Regions from separate parts of the Zea mays genome. Here all the other regions are linked to region 1. Evidence: chromatin contacts called from public Hi-C data. All regions are on one chromosome and are shown on one strand. Each heading gives the region's core, a stretch centred on a gene start, on an enhancer-like site or on the middle of the called end of the contact. The rest is flanking DNA. Distances are from core to core; before and after follow the strand shown. Region 1 holds the start of LOC100191284 (Short-chain dehydrogenase/reductase SDR). Region 2 holds the start of LOC103643151 (tuliposide A-converting enzyme 1, chloroplastic). Region 3 holds the start of LOC103643156 (sodium channel modifier 1). Region 4 holds the start of LOC103643157 (transcription factor bHLH30).

What was found. Hi-C and Micro-C count contacts between places; a contact is called where the count stands out from the background.
Region 2: a contact with region 1 is called in a Hi-C map of root tip, with 4 times the contacts expected there. The contact joins the promoter of LOC103643151 here to the promoter of LOC100191284 in region 1. A contact is called at or near these places in 4 of 25 Hi-C or Micro-C datasets (ear, leaf mesophyll, root tip and 1 more).
Region 3: a contact with region 1 is called in a Hi-C map of root tip, with 3 times the contacts expected there. The contact joins the promoter of LOC103643156 here to the promoter of LOC100191284 in region 1. A contact is called at or near these places in 4 of 25 Hi-C or Micro-C datasets (ear, endosperm, root tip and 1 more).
Region 4: a contact with region 1 is called in a Hi-C map of ear, with 2.1 times the contacts expected there. The contact joins the promoter of LOC103643157 here to the promoter of LOC100191284 in region 1. A contact is called at or near these places in 5 of 25 Hi-C or Micro-C datasets (bundle sheath, ear, endosperm and 2 more).

The regions. Positions count from the first base shown.
Region 1 is chr1:204,351,603-204,354,302 of Zm-B73-REFERENCE-NAM-5.0, reverse strand. LOC100191284 (Short-chain dehydrogenase/reductase SDR) reads right to left here and starts at 1,357. Exons shown (of 5, transcript NM_001136718.2): 1 at 1,019-1,357; 2 at 614-885; 3 at 390-483; 4 at 167-278. The coding sequence starts at 1,163.
Region 2 is chr1:204,073,136-204,075,835 of Zm-B73-REFERENCE-NAM-5.0, reverse strand. LOC103643151 (tuliposide A-converting enzyme 1, chloroplastic) reads left to right here and starts at 1,340. Exons shown (of 1, transcript XM_008666303.4): 1 at 1,340-2,700. The coding sequence starts at 1,595. The coding sequence ends at 2,662.
Region 3 is chr1:204,644,409-204,647,108 of Zm-B73-REFERENCE-NAM-5.0, reverse strand. LOC103643156 (sodium channel modifier 1) reads left to right here and starts at 1,450. Exons shown (of 4, transcript XM_008666310.4): 1 at 1,450-1,855.
Region 4 is chr1:204,775,907-204,778,606 of Zm-B73-REFERENCE-NAM-5.0, reverse strand. LOC103643157 (transcription factor bHLH30) reads right to left here and starts at 1,299. Exons shown (of 2, transcript XM_008666315.3): 1 at 1,048-1,299; 2 at 75-917. The coding sequence starts at 1,215. The coding sequence ends at 366.

The sequences.
Region 1 (2,700 bases), core at 108-2,607:
CGGGCGAGCTGCCTAGTGGATGATCTCGGATCGGAGGAACTTGATGCGCGCTTCTTAAGAAAGGGGACCGGTGGCCGATACTATGCGCGCGCATCGATCGGATCGGATGATGGGGTTACTAGCTAGCTAATGAACGTACGTACGTAGCCGAGTTCTGACGACTGACCTCCTCTCGCCGATGACGCCGTCGATGATCACATGCGCAATGTGCACGCCGGCCGGCTGGAACTCCCTGGCCAGCGACTGGGACAGCCCCCGCAGGGCAAACTTGCCGCTGCCTGCACACGCATGCATGCGCGTCAAGCTAAGAATCGCTTATAAGCTAGCTAGCTACAAAGGCAGCAGGCAGGGTTTGTTGGCTCTGTAGGCGCGCGCCACCCCCCACTTACTTAGATCGGAGTAGCCGGCGAAGCCGGTGACCGACGCCGAGGAGCCCGTGAAGATGATGGTGCCCCTGCCCCTCTCCACCATGCCCGGGATGACCTGCGATGCGACGACATGCAACGCAGCGCAGGGCGGCACGCGCAGTGACTAGTGAGAGAGAGATCGGTATGTATGCGCTGTGCTGTGTCTGTGTGTGCAAGGAGGAGGAGGAAGTCCGCACCGCACGTACCTGTTGCGCGCAGTGGAAGGCCCCTCCGGCGGACACGGCGAGGGCGCGGTGGAAGGCGTCGGGGGTGACGGCGAGGAAGGGCGCGGGGCGCGCGTCCTCGTTGGCTGCAGGCGGCTCGCAGGCGTTGTAGACGAGCACCTCGACGGGGCCGAGGGAGAGCACGCCCTCGAAGGCCTCGCGCACGGACCGGGCGTCGGCGCAGTCCACCCGCAGCGCGAACACCTGCGCCTTGGCCGCCTGCGCGATCTCCTCCGCCAGCTGCGACAGCTTCTCTGCAACCACGCGCACGCACCTCTCGTGTCACTTGCTTACTTACTCACTGCGAGACGCCACGCGCGCAAGGCGCAAGGACTCAGCTTTGTGCTCCGATCGAAAGAGAGAGAGAGGATGGGAGGGAGGACGTGCCGAGGTCGCGCGAGAGGATGGCGATGGTGTAGCCCTCGGAGGCGAACTTGCGCGCCACCGCCGAGCCCAGCCTGGGGCCGACGCCGACCACGGCGGCGATGCCCCTCGAGGAGTTGGAGCCGGATACTGACCTCAGGCTCAGCATGTGGAGCGCGCGACGCGAGGGAGAAAAGAGAAGAGAGGAGGGAGAGGCGCGACTTGGCGAGAGACCAGCTGCTCCTCCTACTCTTGCTTCTTGGCGAGACAGCAAGCAAGCAGCTCCGGTTCACTGCTGTGTCCAGTTTTGAACGACTCGAGTCGTTGGCTTGGAGACCGGATGGAGAAGGGCGGTTGTCCGTTGTCCCCTCTCCCTCGGTTTCTCCGTTGCTTTTAACAGCCCCGCAGCCAGGGGGGAGGTGGATCGGATCTCCCTGGATCCAGGATTCGAAAGAGGACAATGATAAGGATTTAGAATCAAAACTAGAGTTTAAGGATAATTTATGACTATATGGCAACGATTTTCTCAATAGAAACTAGGCGCACGATACGCAGCCCCTGGATCCGCTGCTGGCCGCTACAGAGCGGGCACTGGAATCACCTAGCTTGCTCAAATTAATTTTTTTTTGGCGTTTTCGCGTCGTCGGGCAAAGGAGGGAAACAGAGAATCTGCAGTCGCCTGCCCTGCTCGATCACCAGAGATGTCCAGCACAGTGCTGCAGCTCCCGATGACACCTCGGCCGGTGTGCATGTATCATCCATGCCGCCGCCTCCGCCACCTGTATCTAGCGGACAGCGAGAGAGCAGTTTTCCACGGGTGCCTTTGAGGACAGGCATCTTGGTGTTCGTCGATGCTGGTACTTGGAGAGTCGTTGCTCTAAGGGCACTTAAAATCTAGAGCCCTAGATCAGTTTTCTAAATAGAAGAGATATATAGTTAATATAAGAAACTGTATGATACATTGGGACATCTTTAAAATCAATTATATCTTGTATTCTTTTCCATTAACATCTTAGAGACCTCTCAAAAAACAGGGTACAGAGTGTGATTGCATATGTCCTAAAAAGATGGTATCGTACAGATTTACCATACGTACTGTACATAGTACAAAAGAAATTGTACAAAAGAAGTTCATGTACATACATTACGTAAACTTCATGCATGTGTTTTTTTTAGTAATTGAGACAACTAGTAGACTAAACTTTACTCTAGTATCTTATATATATAAGATAGATTTATATCAAAGGTTGTTGAGAAAAATTGGCAATCATGAAATTGATGATATGAAGGCCACGAAGGATAATCAGGTGTTCAATATAGAAATAAATGAATGAGAAAAAGCAAATTGCAAAGGCTCAAAACATATGTATGAGCTAGCTAGGGCATTTTATTCTATGAAAAGCTAAGTAGTTAAAGTACTTGAAGAGCATTCCTATGCTGTATTCTTTTGCTTTTGCTCTTGACCCTAAAGCTAAGATTTAAGGCACTCATACTTCTTTTGTGAGCTTACATGCATGCAATGATTATTCTAACTATTACGAATCTGTTCGTGTTGAGCTATATAACTAATGTGTTTGGCAAGTATGGCCAGAAGTTTGATGGCACTCGGTCAGCACGACAACTTCAAATTCATGTTGCTGGAAAGAGAGAGGAAAATTTTGGGGAAGATCTTTGGTTCTGAAGCAGTTAGTGGAGTTTTAGCAGCC
Region 2 (2,700 bases), core at 91-2,590, 280 kb after region 1:
GTGAGCCGCACAGAACAAGCGTGCAGATGTCGCCGGTGACGGAGATCCGGCAGTGGAGAGCCGATGCGTCACCGGAGAGGTGAGGGAAAGCCGGAAAGGGGATTAGGGTTACAGATTGGGGAATGGAGAGCCGATGCGTCACCGAGTGACGAAGACTGGAGAGAGGCAGAGAGGAGATCTCGTCGGTCGACGACGGAGATCCGGCAACGGCAGTGGCGACGGCTCGGCGTTGACGGAGAATGGGGAGGGAGCGGCGAGCGGACGAGCGGAGGGCGGAGGCTGCGGAGCAAATCGCGTGGCGTGGGGAACTAGGGACTGGGGGACTGAACGGGCGGTGGGGAGGGGCGGGCGGATATGCCCCTCGCCTGGAACCGGGCCGGCTCCGTGCCTGCTTTTCCTAGCGGGCCGGGCCGTGCCGCCCGGCGGGCGCATCCGGCAGCCCAAGCACGGCCTGGTCTACCGGGCCGGGCCGGCACGGGCACGAAACCAGACGGGCCGTGCCGTGCTTGGGCCGGGCCAAAAAACCGGGCCTCGTGCCGGGCTGTCGGGCTGCGGGCTGCATGCTCATCTATAGGTGGGGGTGGGGCGGTGGAGAGTCCTGCAGGTTAAAACTGTGAGTAATCAATCAGTAATGGAACGAACAGCAATTCAGCTTTTCGGCTAGTGAATGGCAGTAGTACAGTTGCGAATTGCGATGGACCGTGTGCAGCTTCCAGCAGCAGTAAAACGCCAAGCATCCATTGATGGGGGGTGGGGGCGCCAGCGCCATAACTAGGGTGCTCGGCTCAGAGAAACGGCCGGCATGGCCTGCAGCGACGCAACAGACGCTGGCACGACGGGGGAGGAGAAAGAAACCAACCTACTACAGGTAGCATTTAGCAAGTGCGTAGGCGTGGCCCCGTCCCCAGTGGCCAGTCACAGCCACCTTAAATGCCATGCTGGATCTGGAACCGGCGGGTCGGGCGCGGAGGACGGGCCAGCGCCAGCGCCACCGCACGCGCACGGCGACGGCGGAGCCGGAACGCTCCAAAACCCAACCTACCGAGTACTACCAGCACAGCACAGCAGTGGCGCCAAGCCTACGCCACGGATCGCCCGTCCCGTCCCGTGACGCCGTACGTTCCGATTCCGTGGTGGAAAACGCCATGGCCGTTGCGCATGACCTTGCTTGGACCAGGAAGGAGTTAAGCTCTGCGCCGGTTACTGCGTGAGCTGAGCTGAGCTGAGTCAGTTGGGTTCCAGGACAAACGGATGGTCGACAGCTCCAAGCAAGCACTCACTCACTCGAGCAATAACCGTCCGATGGTTACGGATCGCTACCCCACTAAAATGGAACGCCCAAGCGCGTGCTCCGGCCCGGCGCATTGACCACAAACCGTCGCCGGCCACGCCGGCATCGTCACGCACACCACCGGTCGCGTCCCGCACCACCGGCAGCCCGTGGCGTGCCCAGGCCTCACATTTTAGTGCGCGCCGTGGCGACCGGGCCCCATCGTTCACCGAACCGGTGCTTCTCCGTGCATATATATATAAGCGAGCGAGCCCCGGCCGGGCGGCATCACAGCACAGCAGTGCGCCGTCATTCATCGCTGCCATGGCTTCCCCTGTCCTGCTCGTCGCCGCGCTCTGCTCTCTCTTCGCGCTGCTCGGAGCGGCGGGGGAGCCGGCGAGGGGAGCGGCGGCGGAAGCTTCGGCACTCCGCAGCAAGGCGGCCACGGACCCCAACACGGAGGTGAAGTTCGACTTCACGCCGTTCCTGATCCAGTACAAGAGCGGCCGCGTGCACCGGTTCATGGGCACGTCGTTCGTCCCGGCGTCCGTGGACCCGCGCACCGGGGTGGCTTCCAGGGACGTGGTCGTGGACCACGGGACGGGCCTCGCGGTGCGGCTGTACCGGCCTAGCCGCCAAGCCGTCGCCGGCGGCGCCGGCGGCAGGCTCCCCGTGCTGGTGTACTTCCACGGCGGCGCGTTCGTGGTCGAGTCGGCGTTCGACCCCGTGTACCACGGCTACCTGAACGCGCTGACGGCCAAGGCCGGGGTCATCGCGGTGTCGGTGAACTACCGCCTGGCGCCGGAGCACCCGCTCCCGGCGGCGTACGAGGACGCGTGGGCGGCGCTGGCGTGGGTGGTCGCGAACGCGAACGCGAACGCGCGGCGCGGCGGGGCCGGGGCCGGGGACCCCTGGCTGTCCAGGCACGGCGACGCGTCCCGCCTGTTCCTCGCCGGCGACAGCGCCGGCGGCAACATCGCGCAGAACCTGGCGATGCGCGCGGCGGGGCAGCAGCAGAGGATCAGGGGGCTGGCGCTGCTGGACCCCTACTTCCTGGGGCGGTACGTGGGCGGGGGCGCGGCGCGCGCGTGGGACTTCATCTGCGCGGGAAGGTACGGGATGGACCACCCGTACGTGGACCCGATGGCGCTGCCGGCGGAGGTGCTGCGGCGGCTGCCGTCGCCGCGGGTGCTGATGACGGTGTCGGAGCAGGACCGGCTCGGGCCGTTCCAGCGCGCGTACGTGGACGCGCTCCGGGGCAGCGGGTGGCGCGGGCGGGCGCGCCTGTACGTGACGCCCGGCGAGGGCCACTGCTACTTCCTCAACAACCTCGCCTCGCCCAAGGCCGCCATGCACATGGCCACGCTCGCCGCGTTCATCAACGGCAGCTGATAGATTGTCGGCAGCGTGGTAGTGCTGCTCACCCGATC
Region 3 (2,700 bases), core at 201-2,700, 290 kb before region 1:
CGGACTCGGGCTAAGCCCCGGAAGACGGCGAACTCCGCTCCGCCCGACCCAGGGCTCGGACTCGGGCTAAGCCCCGGAAGACGGCGAACTCCGCTCCGCCCGACCCAGGGCTCGGACTCGGGCTAAGCCCCGGAAGACGGCGAACTCCGCTCCGCCCGACCCCAGGGCTCGGACTCCGCCCTGGCCTCTGCCGAACAACCTCCGCCTCGCCCGACCCAGGGGCTCGGGCTCGGCCTCGGCCATGGAAGATAGACTCGACCTCAGCTTTGGAGGAGCCTCCACGTCGCCGGACCTAGGGCACAGGCCCGCCACGTCAACAGGAAGCGCCATCATCACCCTGCCCCAAGCCGACTCGGGCCGCAGAGAACAAGACCGGTGTCCCATCTGGCTAGCTCCGCCAGATAGGCAATGATGGCGCCCCGCTAGCCTTGTGACGACGGCGGCTCTCAGCTCCCTTACGGAAGTAGGGGGACGTCAGCAAGGACTCAACCGCTCCGACAGCTGTCCCTCCGCCAGGCTCCGTTGCTCCTCCGACAGCCACGACATCACACCAGCAGGGTGCCAAGATCTCTCCGGCTGCCACATTGGCATGTACTTAGGGCGCTAGCTCTCCCTCTGCTAGACACGTAGCACTCTGCTACACCCCCATTGTACATCTGGATCCTCTCCTTACGGCTATAAAAGGAAGGACCAGGGCCTTCTTAGAGAAGGTTGGCCGCGCGGGAACGAGGACGGGACAGGCGCTCTCTTAGGGGCCGCTCGCTTCCCTCACCCGCGTGGACGCTTGTAACCCCCTACTGCAAGCGCACCCGACCTGGGCGCGGGACGAACACGAAGGCCGCGGGATTTCCACCTCTCTCACGCCCGTCTCCGGCCACCTCGCTTTCCCCCCTTCGCGCTCGCCCACGCGCTCGACCCATCTGGGCTGGGGCACGCGACACACTCACTCGTCGGCTCAGGGACCCCCCGGTCTCGAAACGCCGACAAATACGACACGAAAATATGTGTTTTCTATTAGTTAGATAAGTGTGAATGTAAAACCAATAACTAAGTTTTAAAACTCATTTATGCATAATTTTAATTTATCTCTACTACTCTATAAGTATTGTAGGAGTCCACAAGTACAAGCCCTGCCTCCGTGATTCCCGCCCCCGTCCGTTCTCCGCGATCACCGCTCCTGCCTCCAACGCGCCCGCTGGCCAACGCCCCCCTTCCTGATAATTTGTCTGTGCTGTCAACTGTTTGTGAAAATAACCAGTATAAAGTTGTTGTTTAGAACATGTTATTTGTGCTAGCACAAAGCTGCTAGCTTTATTTCTGTTTAGCAAGACATGTACATGAACCTCTGCAGCTGAAGTTGGCTTCGATCGCTGGGCTTATGTGCGGCTGTTAGGCTTCATTACCTCCAGGACCATCCAAACAGTATAAAGGAAATGAAAAAACGTTACTAGATTTATCTAAACACTTGGCGCTTTTTCATTCCCATGATATCTAATAGATACCGCTCTTATTTAATTACATTAACGTTACCATTACAACCACTCAACCAAACTCCACCTTAAATAGCTGTAGTGTTGGCTGCGCAAATCCCGGTCTGATCTAGACTGAGGACGCGGGCCAAACACCACCATCACTCCACAGCGTCGGCGAGGAAGTCGGCATGAGCGTGTTCGGCGGCGACAGCTGGGCGCGTGATGCGCAGCAGCGGAAGCGGCGTCTCGACGAGCTCTTGCTACCCATCACGGCGCCCTCGTCTCCCTCGACGCCTGATTCCTTCAAGAAGCTCCACAACGGCAAGCTCGCCTGCCTCATCTGCCCCCACCGCCCCGTCCTCGACACCCCGCTCATGCTCTCCGTAAGCCGGCATCACATACCTCGGGTCCTCCTTTATTAGACTCCTCTTGTTAATTTCTGATGAACGTCCTACGATGTCGTGAATTTGTACATTAGGGAGGATTAGCTCGTGTAACTTCTATTTTCTTCCTACAGAAGCCCACTTTCGTCCTTCCACTAGTAAACAGATCTTCCCCGAACTTTCTTCTATAAGTCAAATAGTGCCTGGAGTGACACGTTGTACCGTCTTAAGATGTTAAAGATAAATGAGCCAGAGACTATGGCCCTGTTCGCCAGGGCTCCGGTTCCTCTAAAAACGGCTCCGGCTCCGACTGCTTTAAAGGAGTAGCTCTTCCGTAGGAGCCGATGTCTTTTACAAATCGTTTGGCAAAACTGCTCCTCATGTATTTTTTTGATTTGGTGTATCAATTTGAACCTTTTGAGGCTAATCAGAAAATTATAGATCAATGGTTTGGGTTGCCCTAAAGCTAAACTGAAACTGAAACAGGAACTGAGCCAAACTGAAACTGAGACAGTAGTGACAACGTCAACCTATTGCAGCACCAAACTTTTGCAGAGTGAGGGCGTCAAACAATTGCAGGATTCATCAAACAAAAAGACAGCTTAAGCTAAGTGGTGAAATGAAAATAATGCAACCCAACTGCAACCTTCATCAAACTGCTACCATTGATCTAGAACTGCTACTTAGCAGGTTAAGTAGCAGGATCTTTTTTTCCTGATTCATTCAGGCTTTCTTCAGGGCGTCAAACTATTGCCAAACTGAAACCAAACTACGGACTCGTGGAAGGGAAACGACTGTGGACTGTGGAGTGCGGCAAGAGAGACTCGTAGGCCAGAGAAGCATGA
Region 4 (2,700 bases), core at 50-2,549, 420 kb before region 1:
AAATGTTGAATCGCCAAGAACTCCTCGATCGGGGCCCCTTTCTTTTTCTGAATGCTACATAATATAGTAATATATATATTCAAACTCCTAATTCGTCGTTTTAGAGTAGGGAAGGCTCAAATATAGCCCTTACAAAATATCAAAACTTTGTTCCGGGGCTTCGGCCAATGCAGCGCTGCAACTGCAGTTCCAGCCTTGCATCACCACCACACCTTGCCCTAAATTCCACTATCGCCAACAGTATACCCTGACAATCCTTAAGATCATACGTACGGTGCTGCTATACGGTCAATGCATCAGCAGTTCAGCATGGACACGGAGTCGCTCGCTTCATATTGGCACGGCCTAGCAGCTCGGCACGGCGTTCACTGAACCCTGGCGATCTGCGCGGAGAAGCGTGGCCGCTTGTATCCTTCCCCGGCGGCGGCGACAACATGCTCGTCGCGGTTGAGCAGCACGGCGCGCATGGCCGCGCGCAGCGTGGACAGCGCCACCGCCCTCCCGTTCCCCGCGGCAGTTGCGCTGCCGTCGTCGCCGTCGTCACAGACCTCCAGCTCCAGGACGCTGCGGGTCCTCCCGCCGACGGTGGCGATCTCTACGCGGACGGGGCACGCGTTGCTGACCGACCGGACGGCGCGGCCCAGGTCGGACAGGAGCCCCGGGCGGTCGTCGCAGCACACCCACGCCCTGACGCGCCGCGGCGGCGGCTGGCTGACGTCGGCGTCCGTCCCTATCCCGCCAGCGCCGTGGTGGCGACCTGCTGGCCGCCACCGGCAGCCGTCCTCCTCCTCGACGCCCACCTCGTCGCCCTCCCCCGGGATGACGCCGAGGCCGACCCCCGCCGCCGCGTCGCTCGCCTTCTCGCGCAGCTCCCGCACGTACCGCACCACCTCGCCCAGCAACGCCGCCTTGTCCATCTGCACGATCGAGCGCGCGGGTCGTCAGGTCAGCCACCACACGTACGCATCCCATGCATGCTGCAGCTCCGATCGTTTTGTCTCTCGTGTGGTAGTCGTGTGTAACGCACGCACGCACATACTGACGTACCCGGGATGCGGAGGGGACGAGGGTGCGGAGCGTGGCGAGGTGGGCGTTGATCCGCTGCCGCCGCTTGCGCTCGGCCTCGCTGTGGCTCCGGCCCCGCTCCTTCCGCAGCGCTGGCGCCGGCGCCGGCGCCGGCGTCGATCGCTCCCCCTCTCCGTCCGTCGCCACCATGTCTCCACCTCCTCGCCCACCTGCCGCCCAAGAAACTGAACGGACAAGCGAGCTGGGCTGGCGTAATGCGTAAACGCTCGTAGAGCTAGGCGATCGTCGTCTGGAAGCGGAAGCGTCGCGGGCAGGGGTTTTCAAAAAGGACACCTATCGATGGCGGGAAACCCCAGGGGGGCGGGCGACCACGACATGCTGGGCTGGCGCAGTGACTGCGCAGCGCTCGGGCCGCGCGCCGACACGCGGTGCGCTTCCTTTTTGTTCGGGGTGGGCTGGGTGGCGTCAGCGCGGCGCCCCCGCGACGACGGCTGTTTTGGCGCCTGGCGCGCGGAGGGGGAGGGGAAGGGTTTCGACGCCTTTTTCCTCGTCGGCCGCAGAGCCGAAGTTTTCGGGGGCGGGCAGCAGGCGCAGAGCAAGGAGGCGAAGGCGAGACAGGGAAGCCGTGTCGCGGGGACATGGGAGCGACACGGCGCCTGTGGCTGATCGCCGCGACGCTTTGCGTCAGGGCGCGGCAGCCTTTGGGACTGGGAGGGACGGATCAGAATTCCTGCTGGACCGGGGCTGCTTTTCCACGTCCCCCCTTGGAACGTAACTTGTCGGCTGGTCAGCGAAAAGCGTCGGCGGGCAAAATGCTGCTTGCCGACTTGGAAAATCACCGCCCCCAGAGAATCGAACCATTTCATACGAAGTAGGAGTGCTATACCAAGTGGAATGATTTACTATTTCGAGAAATTAAGCTATTTCATCAAATTTAAGAGATAAATTTATAGTACATCATGATTGTTCAGATCCGCCTACTGATAGATGATTGAATAGCTGATTTAAATATGTAAATGAACTATTAACACATTTGTTAGTAACACTCATGGCTAATAATTAGTAGATCTAGCTATTTGCTCCAAGTATAATTTAGCCGCTATCTACCATTCTAGCCCAATTTAACCAATTGTTAGCTGCTTGAGCATATAGATCGCTTTATGCCCTCTTTGGTTATTCTCATCCCATATGGATTGGATGAGATTAGAAAAAAAATTGAAGAATTTTGACTTATTTGAGATTTAAACACCCTCAATATATCCCTCCCAATTCATATGGATATAGGTTTACTCTAGGTTTATAGCACAATAGTGTACATAGCACACCTTCTATAATACACTCTCTGCACCCACTCTGTTTCTGCATATAGGTTTACTCTAGGTTCATATATAACAGCACTTTCTTTCTTCATTTAATTTGTTGCCACATAGGATAGATAACGACATGGATTCCTTATAGAGAGGTGGTTGTGCATCATTGCAGCTGCCCTAATCAGGGACGGAGCCAGAAAATTTTTTAGAAGGGACTAAACTAAATTAGTATAGTATAGAAATCTCTCTTACATTGTATATGTAAGCTAAAAATCTTAGGAGGGGCTATAGTGAGGCTCCATAGACTCGGCAGCGGTAGGAGAGGCTCGAGCCTCGCCCGCCCCACCGCTGCCTCCGTCCCTGG